2 separate regions of the Mus musculus genome follow, and region 1 is linked to region 2. A link is a contact called in public promoter capture Hi-C data. All regions are on one chromosome and are shown on one strand. Each heading gives the region's core, a stretch centred on a gene start, on an enhancer-like site or on the middle of the called end of the contact. The rest is flanking DNA. Distances are from core to core; before and after follow the strand shown.

What was found. Promoter capture Hi-C pulls out the DNA fragments that hold promoters and counts their contacts.
Region 1: a promoter capture Hi-C map of pre-B cells shows a contact between it and region 2, with 2.8 times the contacts expected there. The contact joins the promoter of Klhl25 here to the promoter of Sv2b in region 2. A contact is called at or near these places in 3 of 39 promoter capture datasets (the C10 cell line, embryonic stem cells and pre-B cells), 1 of 484 Hi-C or Micro-C datasets (pre-B cells), 2 of 115 datasets of contacts at active chromatin or transcription factors (bone marrow-derived macrophages and large pre-B cells) and 1 of 9 other capture datasets (macrophages).

Annotation. Positions count from the first base shown.
Region 1 is chr7:75,846,404-75,851,198 of GRCm38.p6, forward strand. Klhl25 (kelch-like 25) reads left to right here and starts at 1,935. Exons shown (of 3, transcript NM_001122780.1): 1 at 1,935-2,070. It overlaps Gm51489 (a long non-coding RNA gene), which reads left to right. Exons shown (of 3, transcript XR_003946804.1): 3 at 1,197-1,309.
Region 2 is chr7:75,306,975-75,312,121 of GRCm38.p6, forward strand. Sv2b (synaptic vesicle glycoprotein 2 b) reads right to left here and starts at 2,288. Exons shown (of 13, transcript NM_153579.4): 1 at 1,900-2,288. It overlaps 1500012K07Rik (RIKEN cDNA 1500012K07 gene), which reads left to right and starts at 1,728. Exons shown (of 3, transcript NR_045814.1): 1 at 1,728-1,942; 2 at 5,094-5,147.

The DNA.
Region 1 (4,795 bases), core at 685-3,184, 540 kb after region 2:
CAGCACATTAGACCACCGATCAGCTCTGGCCAAGGCTCCTCTTAAATATGGGAACCCTTCCATCTTAAATGTCTCCAGATCTAGGCGGTATGGAGACACCCTCTTGAGCATTTACTGGCTCCCAAGCCCTCCATCTTTACAATAATCCTGTAGGAAAGGTTTAATGATACTCCTTCTGCCTGCAAGAACCATCCATCAGAGCATCACATAGTGGGGTGTGGTGCGGTGAGAAGAAAGAAGCCGATGGAACTTCAAGACCAGATTACAAGGTCTCAGAATTATAGCACACAGGCAGGCAGGCAGGCAGGCAGGCAGGCAGGCAGGCAGGCAGGCAGTCTCTCTCTCTCTCTCTCTCTCTCTCTCTGACATAGAAATCTAGAAAATATCCTCCCTCCCTTTTTTTTTTTTTTTTCCTTTAAGACAGGGTTTCTCTGTGTAGCCCTGGCTGTCCTGGAATCAACTTTATAGATCAGCTGGTGTGGAAATCAGATTGGCATTCCTCTGCCTTGTGTGCTGGGGTTAAAGGAGTAAGCCCCCACCGCCCAGGTCTAGTAACTCTTTTAATTAATTAATTAAATGTATGTGAGTACACTGTAGCTGTACAGATGGTTGTGAACCTTCATGTGGTTGTTGGGAATTGAATTTTTAGAGTCTCTGCTCGCTCCGGCCCAAAGATTTATTATTATACATAAGTACACTGTAGCTGACTTCAGACGCACCAGAAGAGGGCGTTCTCATTACAGGTGGTTGTGAGCGCCACTCCCCAGCTCATCTAGTAACTCTTAAATGAACTAATGGATGCGTTGGGCAAGTGTGATGTCTACTCTTGATCCTCAACTTGATTATATCTGGAGTAGCTAAAACCCAAGCAGCTGGGCTCACCTGTGAGGGATTTTTTCCTGGTTGGATCATTTGAGATAGGAAGACCCTTTTTTTTTTTTTTTTGAGCCAATTTCATTCTTTTTTTTTTTTCCATTTTTTATTAGGTATTTAGCTCATTTACATTTCCAATGCTATACCAAAAGTCCCCCATATCCACCCACCCCCGAAGACCCACCCTAAATCTGGGCACCTTCTAGCGGCAGCCTGGAAAAAGGACCTGGAAGAAGCAAGCTTTTGCTCTTTGTCTGCCCTTAAGTTTCACAGGTAGGGTCATTCTTTCATTGTATTATAGCCAACTTCTTCTGAATTCCAAGGTATACTGAAGACCAGCTGAAGCATCCAGCCTCGTGGACTGACAGTTGGACTCTCAGACGTTATATCCGGAGACAGCCATTGTTGGGCTACCCCGGCCACAGCCTGAAAGTTACTCTAATAAATTCCATATGTGTGTTGTATGTATGTATGTATGTATGTATGTATGTATAGATATAGATTTACTCTATCAGTTTTGTACCGCTGAGAGTTCTAATAGTGAAGGATATTTGAAGGGTTAAAAAAAAGTTTAGGAAGAAATTTCCACCGGCTTGACAGAACAGCTGAAGCTTAAAGTCCTCTCCCTTGAAATCTGGGAATTCCCAGTATAGACAGGGATTCGTGTCTGTAGAAATTCCCTCGCATCGAAACTAGCCGGGAGGGAAAAAGGATTTCCTTAACATAGGAGCGATTAGATTGCTGGTCTTTAAAAAGATCAACAACGGCTGTGATTCGGTAACAGAAAGAAGAATGCGTGTGATCGACAAAGACCTTCCTTAAGAGAAGCTCTAGAACAGGTCGTGTTGCTTTCTCCCAACTCTGGCCACCAGAACAGAAAGGCAATGGCCTGTCCCTTTAAGAATCTGGTGGCAGTCGCTTTCCTCTCCCCGCCCCGCCTTCCGCGGCACCGATGGCCTGGACGACCGTCCCTTTCTTCTCACGCGACTGTATTACGGGTCAGTCGACCCATCCGTCACAGAGGCGCGGTTTATGATTGGTTGCTGCGCTTCGGGCCGCGAGGCGGGGCGGGAAGGCCGGAGAAACTAGTTTGTTGGCAGCGCCCGTGCGGTTCGGCTACGGGATCGCGGCCGGGACTGGTGAGCCGGCCGGGGGCGGCGGCAGCGGCGGGGACTGCAGAGCCTGTGGGGCCGCACGGTGAGGATCAGGTCGGAACTTGTCACCGGGACAGCGAGCGATCCTGCTCGAGGATCGCCGGGCAGGGCGTAGGACCGCAGGCCCAGTTCACTGGGTCGGGGAAGTGGGTGCTGACCTGGGAGCGCCCCTCGATCGAGCTTGGGGACCCCGTACTGTTATGTTCAGAGCTCCCGCCAAGGGAATGAATTGTTTTCCAAACGGATGTTACGCGCAGGAGCGGCTACCCTCTCCCGGGAGTGTTTGATTCATTGAGTCCGCTGATTCTCTTTTTTAAAAAAATTACTATTGATCCTAGAAAGAGGAAACTGCTTGTCTTCGAGGATGCGAACCGTGCAGCTTTGTGCACACACCTAGCCAAGGTCCCCGCGACTTGCTTGTACCTAGCCAGGGCCGAGGGGTTAAACCAGGGAAGAGTAGACAGCAGGGCCTGGCCGTGTGGCCCGCAGCATAGGGTCCTTCCTGTCTGGAAAGTTGTCTATCAAGGGAGAGTGGTGACACTCCCGGAGCCATACGCCCCTACCTACCCAGGTGGTGGCCGATCTGGCAGGGCCGTAGCAAGTAGTCCACCCCCCCCTCCCCCCGCCATCCCATTCCCCTCCTCCCATGCGTTGCCCTGGCGCGAGAATTCCGCTGTGGTCTGCAAATCCCCACTGGACTAGTCTCCTTCATAGCTGTATTAGAAGCTTTTTCCTACTCGGGAATTGTGCCTACTGGGGCACCAGACACTTGGGTGCAAGTGCCTCAAGGACCTCAAAGTGGATTCTCACAGTCTTACTTTTTTTTCTTTTTTTCCTCTCCCGGTTTTAGTCTTGTTATAAACGTCAGGCCAGCCTTGAGCATGAAATCTCTGGTCCCAGTCTCCTGAGAGCTGGGTTTATAAGCAAGTGCCACCTTACCAATCTGGGAGACTTTCTAGAGACTCGAGCACAGGAAGTTGGGGGGAGGGGCGGACTCTCGGGGGCTTTGTAGTTCATCTGTACTTTGGGGAGACCAGAGGCCAAGTTGCTTTGGCCAAGGTTCATTGGGCACTAGTTCTCCCTCCATGCTCAGGGCAGGACAAGGTATGCCAGATGTCTGGGCTCTTCACCCCTGGAGTAAGACGGGGAGGGAGGGGCACTTGGCACCTGACCCTCTAGTTTGCTGAGCCTCTTTCATAAGCGGCACAGTTATGCTGGGAGGACTTTTTATGGGTGTTGCTGAAAGCTTGTGTCAGGGGACAGAGGAGGGAGGACCCACGGTGCTCTTATCCTACAGTAGATTTGGTCCCTCTAAGACAGGGTTGTGGAGATCACAGGCTTTGTCTGTGGAGATGGGCAAAGTCACTTTTGTCCCAGCCCTGTAATTATTGATATTTCAGCTGAGTCCTTTATCAGCAAGCCAGTCCAGGGAGATTGTTCAAAAAAATTGTGGAGGATGGACAGACGAAATCTTTTTCATGGGCATCGAACTGCAACTGGGTTCCTTGCGCCATGCAGCGGTGCAGGATCCGTGTGCAAGTTGTGTGTTCCACGGTGGCTCAGTTCCTGTTGATGGCATCTTAAGCCTGTGCCACCAGTGTAGGGAGAGAAAAGTAGGAAGACAAAAAGAAATGCCCCCGTGTGCGCTGTAAAGTAAATGCATCCTTCCTGTCTTAGAGGGAGGAGGGCGGCCTGGAGCAGTGAGCTTGCTATGTATGCAGAGACGGCTTTAGTCAAACTAATCATTTGAGCAGATGATATTGAGACCCTGCTTTCAGAAAGGAGGAGGTGCTGGCTCATGGATGGGGACCTTGATACATCAGTTTGCAGAACCCCAGGGAGCAGGTAACAGGAAGCTGGAGAGAAGGATGAAGGCTTCTTGGAGAGAGAAAAGGAAAGCCAGCATGAGCCTACCAAACCTTCATTCCATGCCCTGGTTGCAGCCATTTTTTCTAGCCATCCATCCACACTCTCCCAGGGCCAGCTCTAGGATGGGCAGCTGTCCAGGTTCATTGGAGGACCTGGCTTCCCAGCAGCTTCTGGGGGCTCCTGCTCACCAGCTCACTGCCTGGGCCCTGAGTTCTTTATTAGCTGGCAGTGTCAGTGTGCCCTGGGCAGGACACACACACACACACACACACACACACACACACACCCCTATAGAGCTGGCACAAGCCAACAGTGGTGGGCCACAAATGAATTGGCCGATTGAAATGCTAATGCAGTAAGTCCTCTAATGTGGTAAATTTCATAATTGAGTTGCCTTGCTGATCTGCCAGTGAATCCTTTTCGAGGCCAGGAAACACTTGGGAGCTATGTGAGGATGGCCAGGCAGAGGCAGAACTTAAGCATCCCAGCGTACAGAAACCGCATCCCAGCAGGACTTGTGATGAGTCTGCTGCTGTCTGGCTGCCACTGCAGGCTTTTTCTCCTTCTCAGCAACCGTGCCCATGCCCTGAGAACCCTCTGCTGGCACCAGCTCTAAAGACATCTGAAGCTGACACCTGCCTGCCCTGCCAGGTGTCTCTGGGGCTTGTTAGGACTTGGGAGCAGACACTAAAGGGACAGAAAGGGACTCTGAGGTTGGCAGGGCTGCCCCTTAAGTCCCTTCAGCACAGGGTGAGTGGAAGGAGCTCAGGCTCTGGTTGACCTGGGTTCAAATGCTGCCCGTGTCACTGTGAGGCCTCCTGGAGGAGGGTGTAGGTGACAACCTGCACTGTACAGCTCATCCTGAAATGGTGTCTGGCTTCTAGTGGGCTGCTCGTGCC
Region 2 (5,147 bases), core at 1,038-3,537:
CTCCAAAACTTGCAGCACTTCTCATGTTTCTTATTCTACTTTATTTTTCTCCATCTCAGCTCCTGGGCTAAAATACTAAATACTTATTTATTTGTTCAGTAATACACTTGCACACACACACACACACACACAGTTTGCTCAATGCTACAGTTGCCACATATAGAGAAGTGCCTGTCACATGGTAGGAACTCAATGAACAAACTTAAGTAGCAACTTCATGCCAAATGATCACTATATGATGATTGTTAAACGATGAGCAAATACTTTTAAGTGTGTGTGTTACATATTTATCATGACAGTGTCGTTGCTTCCATTTTACAGATGATGAAATCAAGGCTCGAAGAAAGGCTAAGATACTTGCCAAAGACCAGCTCTCTTAGAGCAGTCAAGGCCACACTACCCACAGTGTGCCAGGTTATTATTCAAACACCTGGTGCTTTCAGTTACAAAATGCATGTAAGGCACACCTCTGGCAAAAGAAATAACCCACCAACAATGTTGGCTTTTTGTCCCACAAGTTGATCTGCTCTGAAACTCCCTTAGAAATTGCAAGAGTCCCTGCCTTTGTGAAAAGCTATTTCAATACTCCATTGTCCTGAAACTTAGAGAAAATACTTATCAAGAGAACAAAAGTAAAAAGCCGGACCTGCATTGGTGTGCTTTGCCCTCAGTGCAGCCTTCAGAGTGCCTCCTTGACACTAGTCTTGTTCTGCTAACATCAGCTCTGCCTTCCCATCAGCCGTGATGGTGATGGAATGGGAGAGGGTTGCAGGATATTCAAGAGCAATGGCTCAAGAAACAAAACCAATCCCGAACTGGTCACACCTCCTTACTACAGGTGTTTGTCCCCCACCGGGTGTGAGCCTGTGCCACATTAGGATTTTGTTTCCATCACCTCTTCATCCCTAAGGATCAATGCCACCTCTGACACATAAAACCGTTGGGCAAGTATTTGCTGACTCAGGGAAGACGCAGATTGTGCCTCACTCACCATATCAACTGCATCTTCTAGCAAGCCGCCTCTTCTGCAAAGGGCAAGGGAAAGCATAGAAGAGACCGCCAAGCTGGTTGCAATGTCTAGTTCCCCACCATCCACACACCTCTCACCCCTCACCTGCCCCTCCTTGAGACCCAGAGCCACCCACATTCACCTTCCAAACAGGCTTAGAAACCAGCAAGCATCCCACAGCGTCCCACCCTACCTTACCCAACACATCTGCATCAAGTTACCTTTAAACGGAGCCTGTTTGCATCTGCAATTTCTGGATAAAAGATAAAAGCATTTGGGCAGCTGGATCTGCTGTACCCGACAGATGAGAAATCTACCACTGGTCTGCTGCGGAGGGAACAGCAGCGCCTTGCTCCTCCCTAGCTAACGGCATTTGCTCACCCATCCCTGCAAAACAAATCATGTTCTTTTCCTTGCGCTAAAAATCCATCCAGAAAAAAAAAAAAAAAGAAAGTCCCTAAGAAACGGCTCCCACGCCCGCGGAGGGCGCCCTCAACACAGAGAAACACACACAAACCCCAGTCCAGAGCCAGCAGGTGTGGGCACGTATTTAATCTGTTCTCTGAGAAAAAGCCAACGAGGAGTAAGGTTGAACTAAAGGGATGTCCAGGAAGCATGTGGAAAGCAGCTATAAATGTCAGTAGCCCAAGTTGGGAAACTATTTACCGCGCCAATAGTTCATGTGCTTTCACTCCAAGTCCTGGGGAAGGCCACGTTCAAAGAAGCGCGCAGCCCGGGGCAGCAGCAAGTGCTCCTTTTTCGGTGCGCTGCTTTCCAACTCTGCTGCCCTTTGAGGCTTTTCCTAACAACCGCACCCAGAGGTCCCAGCACGGGTCTCAGCATGCCAGGCCTGGGAGCCCCGCACCACCGCGAGAATCGCCGTCCCCTACCTGGGTGGAAAATCCGCAGCGAGCCGGTCAGCAGCCGAACACCGTAAGTCTGGGCGGCAGCTCAGGCTAACGCGGTTGGTAATCCCAACCGAGGCAGGCTCTCCCTAGGGCACACCTGCATCGCCGCGCCCTCGTCGCCTTCGCTGCTGCCTCCGCTGTGCAGAGCCTCTGTGCAGCGCGCTCCCAGCACCCTGCAGCACCCCAGCCCTCCCGGGGCTCCTGAGTCTATTTAGAAGGATCAGCCAGAGCCTAGTCCAGGCACTGTGTTCACTGCGGAAAGCTCTTTGCTTCTAACTCCCTTTCAGATCCAAGGAGAGGAGTTCCGGATAGGTTGGAGGGGAGCCAGAGCCCACTCCCCGGACCCGCCCTTTCTGGATTTGCGGATGAACAGACCTGCAAACGTCTTATTCTATTAGGTTTGTTCCCAACTGACTATAAATATCTTGGTCTCTCCACCCTCCCACCTAAGGCGCCAAGGCGCATAAGACTCCAAGCTCTGTCCCCAAGCTCGGTCTTGGACTGGGGGTGTCCTCGGATTATGCCATCCCCAAACTACCCAAGATAATAGATGTTGACAAATCGTTCTGGTCTTCTTAACTCCTTTGGAACTGAAAAAGAGCTTGCTTGGCCAGCGGAGGGTCCGGGGGGTGGGGAGGGGATGAGGAAAATTTGGAGGGTTTAATATATTGGAGAAAGGCTCTAGCTGTTTCCTTCTTACCAATGCCACACGCGCGCGCACACACACACACACACACACACACACACACACACACCCGGCTCACAAACACAATGCAGCCAGCCTGGGAAGATTTTCCCAAAGCATAGGGTTCCTTCTAGAAGGAAATAAAGTCATGAACGAAGTCACCCTGGAAGTTCAAAGTCCAAATTAAACAACAGTACAGGGGCCTAGTCTTCTGTAGTGTCTGCTAAGTACCTTCCCTAATTGCTTTTCTAACTGTGAGAAGGACAACTATGAGAACGATACCATGACCAAAGGCAGTTTGGTGGGGAAAGAGTCTACTGAACTTACGTATCACCAGCACAATCCATTGAGGGAAGTCAGGGCAGAAAATGAGGGAGAGGCAACTGGGGAACACTGCTTACTGGCATGTTAGGTCTCCTTTCTTATTAAACTCAGGACTACCTGGTCAGGACTGGCACCATTCCCAGTAAGCTGGACTTCCCGTATCAGTCTCTAATTTAAAAACAAAAAAAAAAAAAAAAAAATGCCCTCACAAAACTTACCTACAGGCAATCTGATGAAGGTATTTTCCCAACTGAAGTTGCTCTTCACATATGTGTGTAGGTGTGTGTTGTTAACAAAACCAACCATTGTACCTAATTATGTCAAAGTGGAGGCAAAAGAGAAGAATCTTGCCTTTTCTCCACTCAATACTTCTGCCTCCCCAAGCTCTTCACTTCTATCACCCCCTCCAGCTACAGAAGGCTTCTCTCAGCTCCCCACCTCTTTCTTAGCCTGGGCTTGACCCTGAACCACCTTGCAAGGGCTTCCCTAGTTCCCCTCCCATAGTTGTTCCCTAAGGTGTAAGTCTAATCTTGGTTCCTTCCTGACTAAAACCAGGCCATTGGCTTCCCTTTGTCCTTAGAAACACTTCTTCCTCGTCGAGTGAACAAAAGTGTCTCCCCACTGACATCAACAGCTTCCATGCTTCACCTGATCCATTCCCCTCTACCCATTCCATTGAGTGAGAACTTGAAAGGACAATCCAGATAATTTCCTTAGTAATTCAAGGAATTTATGAACACCTACACATACCAGAGAATTAGGAAGTTATGCAGATGCCCTGTATGGTGTGTTCGAATGCCGAACCATAGGAAGTGGTACTATTAGGAAGTGAGGCTTGGTTGGAAGAAGTGTGTTGCTGTGGAAATGGGCTTTGAGGTCTCTTCTGCACAAGCTATGCCCAGTGTGGCACCCAGTCTCCTTCTGCTTGCTGCCTGTGGACCAAGATGTAGAATTCTCAGCTCCTTCTTCAGCACCCTGTCTGCCTGTACGTTGCCATACTTCCCTACCATGAGGATAACGAACTAAACCTCTAAAACTGTAAGCTGGCCCCAAGTAAACATTTCCTTTATTAGCACTGCCTTGGTCACGGTGTCTCTTTACAGCAATAAAACCTTCAATAAGACAAAGGCTAAAGTAGATTCAGAAGTCTATGTGCTGATGGATACAACTAGAGATAATCAGATTAAACTAAGTCAACCTCAGAAAGACTAATGTCATGCTTTCTCTCATTTATGGTGTCTGGTTTTATATAGACACATCAAATACCATGTGAATGTGGATGTAAATCCTACTTCAAAGTTTTAGATGTGTATATTTAGATTGACATTTATTTCAGTGATGAAGACGAAGGGAAATACTGACTTTGTGAGCTACAAAAGAAAAAATAGTTTGAATGGAAATACTCTTCCTAGATAATAGCTCCCCGGGGAGCTATCAGCAGATAATTGCTGCTAGAGTCCTATTCCTCGGAGGTGTCACTGATGCAAAGTTGCTCTTGATCTGGTAAATAAAGCTCCCACCCTAGCTCATACAAATGACCCTAAGCACATGTGGTGGATTCCACATTCATAAACGTGTGAAAGACAGCGGACAACCTCAAAGAAATAAGCATTAAAACCTATTTGGGAGAATAGGGCACTACTGGGGGAAGGAAGGGTGAGAAGAGAAGGGGTAGAGGGCAATATGCCTAAAGTCCATTACACACTTAAGCCAATACCATGTGCCTAAATAGTGGTTCTTTTTTTTTTCAATTTTTGAATTTATTTATTTAAAGGGATTCTTAATATTCTCTTTTCCCCACATTTTATTAGATATTTTCTTCATTTACATTTCAAATGCTATCCCAAAAGTCCCCTATACCCTCCCCCCACCCTGATCCCTTACCCACTCAATCCCACTTCTTGGCCCTGGCGTTCCCCTGTACTGGGGCATATAAAGTTTACAAGACCTAGGGGCCTCTCTTTCCAATGATGGCAGACTAGGCCATCTTCTGCTACATATGCAGCTAGAGACACAAGCTCTGGGAGTACTGCTTAGTTCATATTGTTGTTCCACCTATAGGGTTGCAGACCCCTTCGGCTCTTGGGTACTTTCTCTAGCTCGTATATTGGGCGCCCTGTATTCCATCCTATAGATGACTGTGAGCATCCACTTCTGTATTTTCCAGGCACTGGCAAAGCCTCACAGGAGACAGCTATATCAGGATCCCTTCGCAAAATCT